Regions from separate parts of the Ovis aries genome. Here region 2 is linked to region 1. Evidence: chromatin contacts called from public Hi-C data. All regions are on one chromosome and are shown on one strand. The core of a region is the stretch at or near the end of the contact, and the rest is flanking DNA. Distances in the headings are between cores, read along the strand shown.

Region 1 (6,278 bases), core at 1,787-4,286:
TGCCTGCCACAGTCCTTCCACTGGCGTGGGGGTCAGAGTCGTAGGAGCTGTGCCTGCAATTCAGGGACTGACCCCAGAGGGCGGGATTCATGCCTTATTAAACCTATGGCAGAGGACTTCCTGTGGCCAAGACTCCCAGCTCTCCTTGCAGGGAGCCTGGATTTGATCCCTGGTCAGGAAACTAGATCATCCCACTTGCTACAACTGAGAGTTTGCATGCCGCACTTAAAGATTCCACGTGGCGCAAGGAAGATGGAAGATCTCGCATGTGCCAACTAAGACCTGGTGCAGCCAAATCAATACCTTTTTATAATGATGGTGGTGCCCTGGCCTCACAGGACCCCCCTCACCTCTGCGGCCCCCTGTCCCTGCCCATCAGCAGCCATCAGAGTGGCGACCCAGAGCCTGGTGCTTTTCTCCTGGCCCTAAGGAGGGAAAGCCCCTCCTGCTGCCTGCCAGACCCTGTCCAGCCCAAGCCCTGAGGGTAAACCCACTTCTCCAGGGGCCCCACCAAGCCCTGACCCCCTCAGGCAGGGTGTCTTGCGCCCTGACGCCCCTGCATGCCCCGAGCTGCCCTCTCACTGTGCCTTGAGCTCAGAGTATTGTTGGGGGTCTGGGGCCAGGTAGATCCTTCAGCCTGAGGTCTGGGGTACAGGCTGGGGCCAGGGGCGCCCTCCCTGCCCTCTGCCTGCTGTGGGGTCACATGAGGATGAGCTTACACTTCCAACCTGCTGGGGCCAAAGCAGTCCCCAAAGAGCCCCTCCCGAGGCCCCTGGAGGCCCCCGGTGACGGCCCCCACTTCCTCTCCCCTGGAATGGAGGAGCTGCCGCTGACTCAACCAGCACTTGCTTCTCCTCTCTAGGACGGCCCCCGGCCCCTGCTGAGGGCTGGGCTCCTCTGCTGCTATTTCTGTTTGACAAATGAGGAAAGCAAAGGCCCAAGGTGCCGGAGGAGGGCAGCAGGGCGGACTATACTCGGGAGGGCCTGACTTCAGCCTCAGGACAAGTCGGGAGACACTGAAGGGGCTGGTGCCAATGGGACCATCACTCCGTCCCCAGGAAATGTCAGTGGAGGGAAGGGTCTGAGGGTTATGCCCTCCTGGGGAAACTGAGGCCCTGAGTTGGGCTTGGTACCCAGCCTGTTGCCTGGACAATCCCTTTCCTCTCTCTGGGCCTCAGTTTCCCCACCTGCAAAAGAGAGTGTGAGGTCTCCAGGGGCCCTCTGTGGTGTTAGTATTGGGGGCTGGTGCATCTTCAGGGTGGCGCTGGCCCCCAGCCCCTTGGCTCCCCTTGGGCATGGGATAGGGGTTCAAGCAAGGGCCCCCTCCCTTGGCAGCTGCCCCTCCTTACTTCCTGTTTACAGCAGCTGCAGAGTCTCATCTCTTCACCCCAAAGCCATTATGATCACCATGGCAACCAAACCGTGTTTGTTCCAACAGGTTGGAAGAACCTGACGTAAGACTGCAGGGGTTGGGGGGGGCATCAGCTACAAGATCCTGGCTCAGGACCTGCCAGATCCTCAGGGAAGGATGTTAGTTGCCCTGACCCCATTCCTATCCCCTGTAGAAGGAAGCTAAGGGGCGGCTGGTTGTGTGGGGTCCAGCCCCCTCCCCTGCTCATCCGATTCATCTGTGCAAAGCTGCTGTGCATTTCCCGAGCTCCCCCACCCGCTCTGCCCAGCTGTGCTGGGTCAAGATGGGAGCAGGACTGGGGACTAGAGCCTCCAGCAGCAGAACACACCCTGCAGGGCTGCCCCTCTCCCTGCAGGGCTGTACCCCCTCCCTACAGGGCTGTTCTCCCCAACCCAGGTGGTTCCGCGTCTCTTCCTGCACAGATAGGTACAGGTGGCTCAGACGTCAGTCTGAGTCTAGAATCTAAGACAGGTGGTGGCCCTCTCAGAGCAGTGTCCGCCCCTCCTGGGGTGAGAGGGGTGGATCTGGTCCCCTCTAGACCAAGGAATAGCGAAATCACAGCTGCCCCCGCATGCAGCTCTGTGCTGAACCCTGCTCCTCCAGGGTCTCCTCCACTCAGCTCAGCCCTGGCCTGCCAAAGCCAACTGTTCTTTGATTCTGGGCCTGAGCAGAAGTGGGTTCCAGGTCTGTCTGATCCCCAGCCAGCCTAGAGTCCCCCCACTAGAGACGAGGTCCTTTGGGGTGAAAACTTCTCCAAACCAGTCTGATCCCCCAAGTACAAGGTGCTCTGAGGGTCCAGCAAGGTCTACTAAAGGCAGGAAGGGGACCCGGGGAGCCCAAGCATCTGAGCAGCCCGCAGGGTTCGCAGCTGGGGTGGGAGAAGCCTCAGATGGCGAGGCCCCGCCCCAGCTCTGGGAGTCAGCAGGCCCCGGTGGGCTCAGCAAGCTGTTTTTACGGGCTCCCCAGGTGAGCATGGCACAGTAGAGGGGCACCAAAGATGGGCTGGGAACAGCGTGAGAGGGCTTCCACCCGTCGGGGTAACCTGGCAGGTGGCTAGACGTGGGCCGTGGGGTCGGTCGCCCTTTCGGTGACAAGGATTGCTGCGGGCATTCTGAGTTGACGCCTGCAGCACACACACCCCGGGGTGCGGGCTGTCCCCTCTGAGAAGAGCGGTTGGGACAGCGGAGGCGGAGTCCCCACGCCCAGGCCCGCTCCAGGCTGGTGGTGGGGGCACTGCTGGCTGGGAGGGCGACTTTGGAGATGACCACACAACCCTTCCAGAAAAGTCTGCGCTGCGGGCCCGGGCATATCCTGTTCTGTTTCGGCGACTCTTGTCTGCCCTGGGGTCCCCGAGAAGGGGTCGTGATGCAGAGCGGGTCTGCTCCGGCTCATTACCCACGTGTGGATTGATTGGCAGCCCCGAGCCCCTTCCCCTTAGGAGCCTCGGGCCGGCACTAGGGGCACGTGGATCCTCGCCCTGCGCCCCTAGCGGCGCCGGCGCGGGCGGAAAGGGGCGTGGGGGAGGCGGGGGCGGGGCGGAAGCGAGCCCCGAGCGGCGGGGCGGGGCGAGCAGGCTCAGCCCCGCCCCCGGCCCCTGCAGCCCGGGCGCGGGGCCCCTGGCGCTCAGTCGTCGGCGCTGGCGGCTGCGAGCGGTCGCGCCGCTGTAGCGACCCTGGAGCCGGCGCCGAGTGCGGCGCCCGCAGGAGCCCCGTCCCCGCGCCCCTGCCGCCCGGCCCACGGTGAGTGCCGCCGACTCCTGCCCGGCCGTCGAAGCCCAGGCCGGCTGACCGCCGGCGGACCGCGGTCGCCGCTACCCCGGGAGCCGGGAGGTCGCCAAGACGCGCCGTCGGCACCGAGGAGACGGCTCCTCCCCCGCTTGGAGGAGCGGAGCCTCGGAGCGGGAGACGGTGCGCACTGCAGAGGGGCGGGGGGACCAGACCTCCCAGCCGCGGAGGGCGCGGGGCTCCAGGACCACCGCCCCCCGGGATGCGCAGGGTCACTCCGCTCGGACCCGGCGCCCCTATATCCGGGGGAAGGCGCAGGTGGGCGGGGACCGAAGACCGCCCCCGAGAGCCTCCGCGGGGTTTCCCAGTCCACCCTCCAGCGATTAAGACGCCCCTGAGCCCGGCCCGCTCCCCCTCCCACGGATCCTGGCAGGACCCCTTGTTTTCCCCAAATTCCTCCTGGCGTGGGTGGGTCCCCCAAAATACGCCCTCTCCAGGCTTCCAAACTGTCCCCAAACCGAACACCCACCAATGAGAGAAGCACCCCGACAGAACTGGGGTGGGGGAGAGGTCCGAACGGAGGTCGGGAGGAAGGGGCGAGGCGGGAGCCTGTCCCTGAGAGAAGTGGGAGGGGTGAGCAGGTCAGAGGGCCCGGCTGGCCAGGTGGGAGGGGACCTCTGAGGAAGATCGTACGGGCACTTCATTTTAAATGCGTTCATTCTAGAAGCATCTCGCCAACCTTTTACTGCTGGTCTCCGGCTTCAGAGCTCTAGGTCCGCTCGAGGAATTGTTTACAATACAGACCTCAAACCCCTCCCTGGAACTGGGTGGGCATGAGACCCCAGTGAGCAGTGCTCCTAAGAGGCACTGCAGGCGGACTGCAGAAGGCACTGTGTGCAGGCGAGCACTGTGCAGGGAGTCAGCGGAGAGGGGCAGCTGGGAACCTCCTAGGAGAGTGAAGGGGGCCAGCTGGGGGCTGGGGGGCAACAGGGAGAGCCAGGTGGCCAGGCCAGACCTTCTGCCGCCCCCTTACTCATGCCGGGGGCAGCATCGGTGGATGCCCTACTCCTAAGTCCCCAGGGACCGGTTTCAGTAAGCGGCCCCAGCACCCTGAGGGTGTTGATTCACGTCCAGGGCAGCCAGTGGGCTGCTGGGGACTCTTCTAGAAGACCAGGCTGGCTCTCCAGTTCAGCTCCACTGCTCCAGACCTGCCTGCTTCAGTGCCAGCCCCCAGGTGGGCTAGCAGGACTCAGCTTGGCTTTGAGCCCTGGGTTCTGGGCAAGTCACCCCATCACTGGGATGTGAAATGCAACAGTGACATCACTTTGCAGAGTGATCCTTTCCCATTCAACCCCAGGCCTTGGGCACAGCCCTGAAACACAGCAGGCCTGTTGCTTTCGGCTGGGTCCTGGTACCTGTGGGGCGTCCAGCTCCTCGGCTGGCCTCACTTTGTTCATTGGACAAACTGGAGCCGGTGGCCAGGCCTGAGTGGGAATACAGGTGTGTCTTGCTCAGGGCTTCTGACCAGGCCTGGGAGGGACCAAGACACGGAAAGTTCAGGAAGGAGTCCTCTGGGGCCCGTCAGACAGACAGGGGGTCCCCTGAAGCCTGTACCCTGCTCACTTTGCCCCATACACACCGAGAGCCCCTGGCAGCTGGTGACTGCTCCCTAACGACCAGCCCCACACCCTCTGTCCATGACAGCTCTGAGTGGGTGCTGGCTGGCCCCAGGGCCCAGGCTGCTGGGTGCAGCGAGGCTGTGGCGGTGCAGGCAGCCCAGGGGTTCCCAGGGGACAGAGGGGGCTCCTAAGCTCCCAGGAAGAGCCTCTGCACCTGGACACCACTGCTAGCCTCCTTCCTGGGCACAGGCTGAGACAGGAGCAGGGAGGGAGCAGCACGGGGGAGGCCGGTCCGCCTGCACCTGGGACTCAGGACGAGCCAAGAGCTTAGTGCCTGGACGCCAGAGCCTGGGAGGCCGGAACTCCACCCCGGGCTGCCTGCTGGCTGGGTGACCCTGGGCCTCATGAGCCTGGGGTCTCGGTTTCCTGGTCTAGGTGTGGGGAGCAGAGCGTCACTTCCCATCCAGGGCTGGTCTGAGGAGGGGGCCCCCCTTGCCTTGAACACTCTGGTCTCACCGAGAAAGGCCCCCACCCTGCAGCTCAGGCCACTTGGCTCCTGCGTCATCTTTGTCTCCGGGACTGTGAGCCCTGGAGCCCCCGTCACACGTAGACGCAGCTGGCGGTTGTCCTGGCAACAGCTCAAGCAGTGGCTGCTCCCTGGCTTTGGGGGGCTGTTGGGGAAGCAGCGTTTTCCACTCAGCTAGAGAGGAAAAGGGGCCCTGTGACACCCAGCCCCCAGGGACCTCACAGCTCTCTGGGCTGCTGAGCCCGCAGCAGGGGTAGGGGCTCCCTGGGGCAAGCACCGGCCGGTGTGAAGCGGGTCCAGGGCTGCTGGAGGCCAAGGTGCCCCTTCTCCTGTCCCAGCTCTTGGGCCTGGCCGGATGGGCTCCCCTGGCCCTGCAGCTCCAGGAGTGGAGGATCAGGGAGTGAGATGAGGAGCTGAGAGCTGGAAGGGGGCACATACCAGTGATGGCAGCCCGGGCACCCCGCCCCCCACCCCGGAGATACACCCGGCTTGCTTGAAAAATCTGTCCAGGACCCTCAAGGCGGCAGGTGTGCCCGGCCCCGCTGTCCCAGCAGAGGGTGACCGTCCGGGAGGAGGTCAAGCCTGTAAACGAGGACGGGCCAGCACTCACATGGCCCCTGGCAGTGGGCACAGAGGGCAGGGCGGGTCTCCCCAGCTACCCCACTGCCAGGTGCCCGTGAGAGACGGGCCAGTAGAGCTGGATCCAGCGGGGTCCCCGTTTCCGACTTTGTCAAACGAAAAGGACAGGCTCGGGCTGATGTGCCTGGCCTGCGGGGGGCGCCCTCGAGCGGACAAGGACGTGACCCAGGCAGTGGGCAGGTCCCCAGGTGAGCCAAGGGAGTATGGCGTGTCCGGCACACAGAGGCCAGCAAGCCAGGGCCAGAGAGGGTCTTCGCTTTGTCCTGATGACTTTCAGCGCAGGCACACGAGACCATGAGACCACCTTGTGGGATGCTGCTGGGGGCGGGGGGGATCGGGAGGCCAAGGCCGGAGGTAGT
Region 2 (6,528 bases), core at 2,775-5,274, 180 kb after region 1:
TTGGGTTCAGAGAGAGAGAGACCCTGTTCTTCCAGAAGCTGGAAGGCAGGAGGATAAATGAACAGTCACATTTCAAATGTTTATCTTTCTTTTATGAAAATATACCCTGACCACTAAGCTCACCACCACAAGCTGGTGGTGAGTTTAATGGGTGCCAAAGCACCCATAAGACTCCTGACAGATGGCTGGGCACTGGCCGGAGGAGCGGGGGGATAGGAGACTGGGGTCTGTGGGGGTAGGATCCGTGGCCACCTGCACACACTCCATTAGGGCACATGTGCACTGGCCCAGGGCTCTGGATCCCTGAGTAAAGGCTTCATGCAATTGTTCACACAGAGCCACAAGGAAACACACTGGGTTAAAAGCTGGGCAGCTTAACGCAGCAAGGAAGCCTTTCATAGTGAGTTCTAACGTGTTGCAGCCACCAAGGGTCTAAATTCTGGGCTACAGGAAATTCTTACTCATGTTTAACAAGTTTACTCTCTGAAAATATGCCTTGGAAAAATGAGTGACATATCAATCTTCTTGTAATGACGGAAAACGAATTATAAAAGCACTTGGAAAAGTTAAACCTGATCTCCTCTTTTATTTCGAACATCACTTTGTAAGGAGCGAGTATGCTAGAAGATCTTTAAATTACTTTCTTCCCACTGGGGCTCTCCCAGAGGCTCTCCCCCTCACACTCCTGCACTGGGTACTCAGGACGCCTCTTTCCACCAGGCTGTCCTGTGCTTCTGCCCAGTGTCCTCAGAGAACCCTGTATTCTTCATTTAGACTGTACCGTAAGTCTGCGTTTGACTGACCATCCTCTCCTCCTTACCTGATTACTTGCCCCACAGAGTGAGGGGCCACCGGAGCATAGCCAGCCCCAGAACACTGCCTCCACCAAACAGGCCCCACTACATGAATCCCTGATGAAGATACCTACTAGCAAGGAAAGACGCTTTTGATGTCTTGTTAGTTGCAGAAACTGGGATCAAGCCAGGGTGAATGAATCCGGTTTTATACAATGAATAAATGCTACTTGGGAGAAGGCAATGGCACCCCACTCCAGTACTCTTGCCTGGCAAATCCCATGGATGGAGGAGCCTGGTAGGCTGCAGTCCATGGGGTCGCTAAGAGTCGGACACGACTGAGCAACTTCCCTTTCACTTTTCACTTTCATGCACTGGAGAAGGAAATGGCAACTCACTCCAGTGTTCTTGCCTGGAGAATCCCAGGGAAGGGGGAGCCTGGTGGGCTGCCATCTATGGGATCGAACAGAGTCGGACATGACTGAAGCGACTTAGCAGCAGCAGCAGCAGCAAATGCTACCTGTGTACCAAGGCTTCCCTCGCGGCTTAGTTGGTAAAGAATTTGCCTGAAATGCATGAGACTTGGGTTGGATCCCCAGATCTAGAAGATCCCCTGGAGAAGGGCATGGCAACCCACTCCAGTACTCTTGCCTGGAAAATCCCATGGACAGAGGAGACTGGTAGGCTCCAGTCCATGGGGTCACAAAGAGTTAGACACGACTGAAGCAACTGAGCACACACATACACACGTGCACTTACAAACAGAAGTTGTCAAAGTAAACAAGAAGGAGAGATGACTAACAATGAAATCACACCCATTAATGGCATCGGTTCAGAAACAAGGGCACTTGCTTTCCTAAAGGCAGGGTACCTCTTGAACATAATGCCGTTTGTCAATATATAAACTTTGGAGGAAAGAAAAAAAAAATTCCACTTGTTCTCACCGATCTGCTGCTCTCACCTCCAGCCGTGCAACCTCTTCAGCCTTCAGGTAAGCCACCTTTTGGGAAAGAACGGCTCGTGGTACTAAGGATGACTTCAGTTGCATCACTGCTTGGAGACGCTGTGGGAGGGAACCAGGACTTTGAGGCAACGGGGACGGGGTGGAGGGGCGCAGTGGAGGGCACTGGAAGCCACCCCGAAAAGCCTCACTCTGAACCACCGTCCCCGGGGCCTCGTCAATGCAGGCTCATAGCTGCATCCCGTGGACATGAAGAAACACCATCTCCGGCTCGGACCGTGCGGTCCCGCGGGCCGCAGGACTGACAGCCCAGAAGGTGGTTTTCTGAATCCCTTCCCGGCCCGGGCCGCTGCTAGCACCGTCGGCGCCGCCCCCTCCCCTTCAGCTCCGCTCTCCAGGCCTCGCACCGCCACGCGGCCCTCAGTCGGACCTCCCCTCGCGCTGAGTTCTAGGTCACCCGGCCCGCACCCCCAAGCCTTGGCCTGATCCGCCACCGCTCGGGCGATCGGCCCAGGCAGGGTTTCTGGGCGAAGATTATCCAGGGGGCGGAGAAGAGGGCCCGGTGCGCCTCGGTGTCGCCCTTCTCCCGGGCCCAGGCTCCAGGCTCCTGGACCCGCCAGACTCCCCGAGCCGTCCCGGCCCTCGACCTCCCGAGCCCATCCCCGGCCCTCCCTCGTCGTCGCCCTGTCCTGAGGCTCCGGGCCCCCAGACTCCCTACTCCCGGGTTCCGGGCCGGGGGCTGCACTCGCCTTGGCTGGGCCTCTGCGCCGCCGCGCGTTGCCTGGACAACGGCCGCGAGCCCAGCTCGGATACAGCCGAAACCGAGCGGGCGGACGCCGAGACCAGCCGAAGCGTCCCGAGAGGCCGGAAAGAGCCGAAGACGCTCGGAAACGTTCGTGCGCAGCCGAGAGCAGGATTTCTCCCGCGGGTGGCGAGCTTCGGGGCTGTGCATGGCAATTTCCCCCTTTTTCGATGGTTGTCTAGAGTCCACAACGCTAGCTCACAGAGGGGGCCGAGGGGACAGAATATGCCTTTCTGCCCAGAAAAGGGAAGCTGGTGTATTCTTCTGTATGTGATGGGGATACACGGTCGGTTCGCGACCCGCTCCTGTAGTTCAGTTTTTCAACCACATAGGTCAGTCAGGAGGAAGGCAGCAGGGAGACTGGGAAAGAAGGAGAACGCCATCTTTAACATTCTCTCCTCTCTAGTTAATCTTATTGCTGGGTCTCTTGGACCCCAAAAGGTTTGCTAGATTCTTATCTGTCTCCAAGAGGGTGTCGTTCAAGAGCATTTCTGAGAAAAGTCAGTTGATTCAACACAGTTCCTTGAAGTTGGTAACTTATGCGTTCAGTGCTTTGAGGGAGGAGGCTTATGGACGCCATTAGAGAGAAAATAGCTTAGAGTAGAAAGTACGAGTTCATTTAGTTAGAAACTAACCTTTTTCCTAACCTTGGCGGCTGACTGCATTCCCTAAGGCATTAGCAACGTGCCATCCTGCTCTAACGGTATGGTGGGTTAAACTAATTTTGAAAGAAAAAGCAACGTCACTAAGAAAACTTACTATAGCAAACAGCAGCAAAGATCTTTCATTTGTTAAGCATACAAGGAACATTCTATTTAAAAAACCCCATTTTCATAAACACTAGGATTTTATGGAATAAATTTAGTATGTAATATCGCGTAAATTTAAGGTGTACAAAATGTTACTTTGACCCATTTATATGATTAGATTGTAGAGATATTTATCACATTAGTCAGTACAGTATTATTGTTTGTATCCATTATATTGTGCAAGATTTCCAGATGGCTCAGTGGTAAAGAATCCGCCTGCCAATGCAGGAGACAGGGGTTCGATCCCTGGGTCAGGAAGATCCCCTGGAGGAGGAAATGGCAACCCACTCCAGTATTCTTGCCTGGGAAACCCCACGGACAGAGGAGCCTGGCGGGTTACAGTCCACCGGGTCGCAGAGAGTTGGACACGACTGAGCACGCAGGCATTACATTGTGCATTACATCGTACTCCTTAACAAATTTGTACCCTTAAGCACCATCACTCTTATCCCTCCTCCATAAACTCTAGAATTTGAAAAACACTCCTTTATCGCCCAAACGAAGAAAAACAACCTTAAGCGTCCAGCACCATCGGCAGCGCTAAAAAACTTGAAAGCCTTCACACTCAATTCAATAAAGGGTGAGTTTCTCTGCCTCAATCGCACTTCCACACTTTTTCGGTAAAAACCCGGTTCGCGCCGGATTCAAGACTCAGAGCTGAGGCGGCGTTTTCTTCTCACGCATCCGTCAACAGGGCTCGGGCCAATCACAGGCTAGACTCTCACTCTATTGGCTGTCGATCCACCAATCCGGAGAGACGTACGAGTCCGCACGGCCGCGAGGCTAGCGTCACAACATTACCCGCGTCGCAGATCCGCCCTCCGCCCCCACCCAGCGTCCCTGCGTGTAAGCGCGCGCGCCCGCCGCTGACCAATGGGAAGGCCCCTGGAGGGGGCGCGCCCGCTGGAAACCTTGGCGTGCTCGGCCCCGCGCGCGTCGCCCCGCCCCGGCTCGCACTCCCGCCGCCCCGGCCCCGCCCCGCGCGTCGGCCCCGCGGACTCCGCCGGCCGCCGTAGCCGGAACTGCTCCTGTTCGCCGCGGGCCGGGCCTCAGGGAGGCTGAGGGGCGATAGCACCGGCGCCCGCAGCCTCCTCAGCCGCACGCCGACCGCCGAGGGGACGTACCGGGGCGAGTGCCGTTCGGCGACTGCTTCTGAGGCGGGAGGACCGGTGTGCGGCGTTGCGGTCTCTCAGCACCCGGCGCTCGGGGGCCGGGCTGCCCGACTCGGCCGGTTCTGCGGGCGCCCGGGAGGACCCCGGCGGGCCCGGGAAGCCAGGCTGCTGCGAGGCGTTGATGAAAAAGGTGACCGGAGGCTGGGGGCTCAGGAGGGGTGGACCGCCCCTACTGGCTGTCGCGGCGAGGCCGGCTCCCAGCCCGAGCGGGGCTGCGGGAGAAGCGGCCTGCGCCCTGACGGCGGTGGTTACGCACGCGGTGTTTCGTCGGGGCGGCTCTGGGGAGCCCGGACCCAGGAGTGTTGCGTTGACGGAACTCTCTGTGTGCAGCTAGAAGTCAGCCAGCGACGTGGGGTTTTGCTTTTCCTTTCCCAGAAGGTGACAAATGGTGTCCTGCCGGGATGGGGCTTGAGGCGATCCCTCCTCTGTGCGCGGTCAGGAAGTAAGGTTGGAGGGACTCCGTGAGAGAATTCCATCCTCTGGTTTCCTTTTCCCTGAAAGGAAGACTGAAATACGTCAATACCTGTTGAATTCTGAAAACCCACGTTTTTCTGTATTCAGGTAGTGTCTCCGAAGATTTAGCTCGCCGACGGGGAAGTTTATTCTGTTGTAGCTGATAGAACCACTGTCTGGGTCCTGGGTTGACTGTGGGTAGCTTTGGGATGATGGCTTGGTTCCTGGAAGGTAGGGTTCGCCACATTATAACCCAGAGAAGGTTATTTGGGGTATTTTCAGGTTTCTTAAGTAGAAACGGATAGGATAAGGGATGAATAGTGAGATGTCCTGTACTACCACGAAGTCCTTTAAATTTGGGCATCTGTCTTACATAGTTCTATTCTTTGGCATGGCAGGTTTTTTTATTTTCGACTGGCGTGGATTCAGATGGTTTATGACATCAATTTCAACAGATGAAAGCTGTAGCAGGTAGTTTTGAGGCATAATACTTTTGAGCAGTAGTAGGTATCACTAGGATTTTAATCATTTCCAAGTCTTTCTTGGAGAGGTCCTTACACTCCTTTTACTGTATTTCATTGTTGGCCTTGATGTCTTGCTCTCATTTTCCTTTTTTCAGCAGTCGTGTTGAGCATATCAAACACAGTTTGGGCACAGTACCAACACCTGTTGAGGAATCTAGTTTTTACTTTTCTTGCTTCATCGCATGTGCACATTACTATTTCTGGACTTACAACGTTGATAGTACCTGAATCTCTTTGAATAAATTGAGTGGATCTGCTTTTTGGGCGACAGACATTTTTAAAGTCATCATATTTTGTCGATGACATTGCTCACAACAGAGGGTCACAAAGTTAGTGCAGGAGTTTTATTCATGGTTACCTAGAGCTTTGGCAGAATCCTCTTCTGTCTGTTCCTACCTGGAGGTTACTGTGCTGTCACTTCCACGGGTGACTCTAGTCTGTTCCACACAACAGGCTCCTTTGTTGAAAAGCATTTTTAATTCGTAAATCCCCACAGCAGTACACATCTCCCACCCTCAGAAGCAAGACTCCCAGAAACCCCCAGCTTATTATTCTTTATGTCTGTTTTAAAATAAGCAGGCGGACTGGCAGCCTCAGGCCACCATGGAGTTCCCTGTGTACGCAGGCGAGCCCGCGCCTCTGCACGACCGGGGTCGATCCGGGCCCCTCACCCTCGCTCCAGGGCCAACTTTGGGGGCCGGAGTGCGGGGCAGGTGCGCGGGCCCGGAGCCCCGCGCGTTTTGGGGGGCGGGGTGGGGTGGGGTGGGGTCGAGGGGCGCGGGCGCCAAGGCCCGACCGGCTCAGGCAGCGCGGGGAGCGAGGCCGGCGCGCGGGCTGCCCGGCGCGCAGGCCATGAGCCGCGGGCCCTTCGGGTAGGTGGCTGCAGGACCCCTGGACCCCGACCCTGGCCCTCTGCCCCTTCTCCGACCCTGGACCGGGGCGCCGCGCGGGCAGGGCCGTCCGGGCGCGGCCGCCCAGCTGCCGCCCCGCCGCCTCCGCGTCGCCGGCCACCG

The links. Hi-C and Micro-C count contacts between places; a contact is called where the count stands out from the background.
Region 2: a contact with region 1 is called in a Hi-C map of hypothalamus, with 4 times the contacts expected there. The contact joins the promoter of IFT140 here to the promoter of BAIAP3 in region 1. A contact is called at or near these places in 2 of 16 Hi-C or Micro-C datasets (hypothalamus and liver).

Annotation. Positions count from the first base shown.
Region 1 is chr24:1,581,647-1,587,924 of ARS-UI_Ramb_v3.0, forward strand. BAIAP3 (BAI1 associated protein 3) reads left to right here and starts at 3,037. Exons shown (of 35, transcript XM_042239791.1): 1 at 3,037-3,150.
Region 2 is chr24:1,761,909-1,768,436 of ARS-UI_Ramb_v3.0, forward strand. It overlaps IFT140 (intraflagellar transport 140), which reads right to left and starts at 4,025. Exons shown (of 31, transcript XM_042240098.2): 1 at 3,880-4,025; 2 at 1,739-1,857. It overlaps CRAMP1 (cramped chromatin regulator homolog 1), which reads left to right and starts at 4,362. Exons shown (of 21, transcript XM_015104011.4): 1 at 4,362-4,668.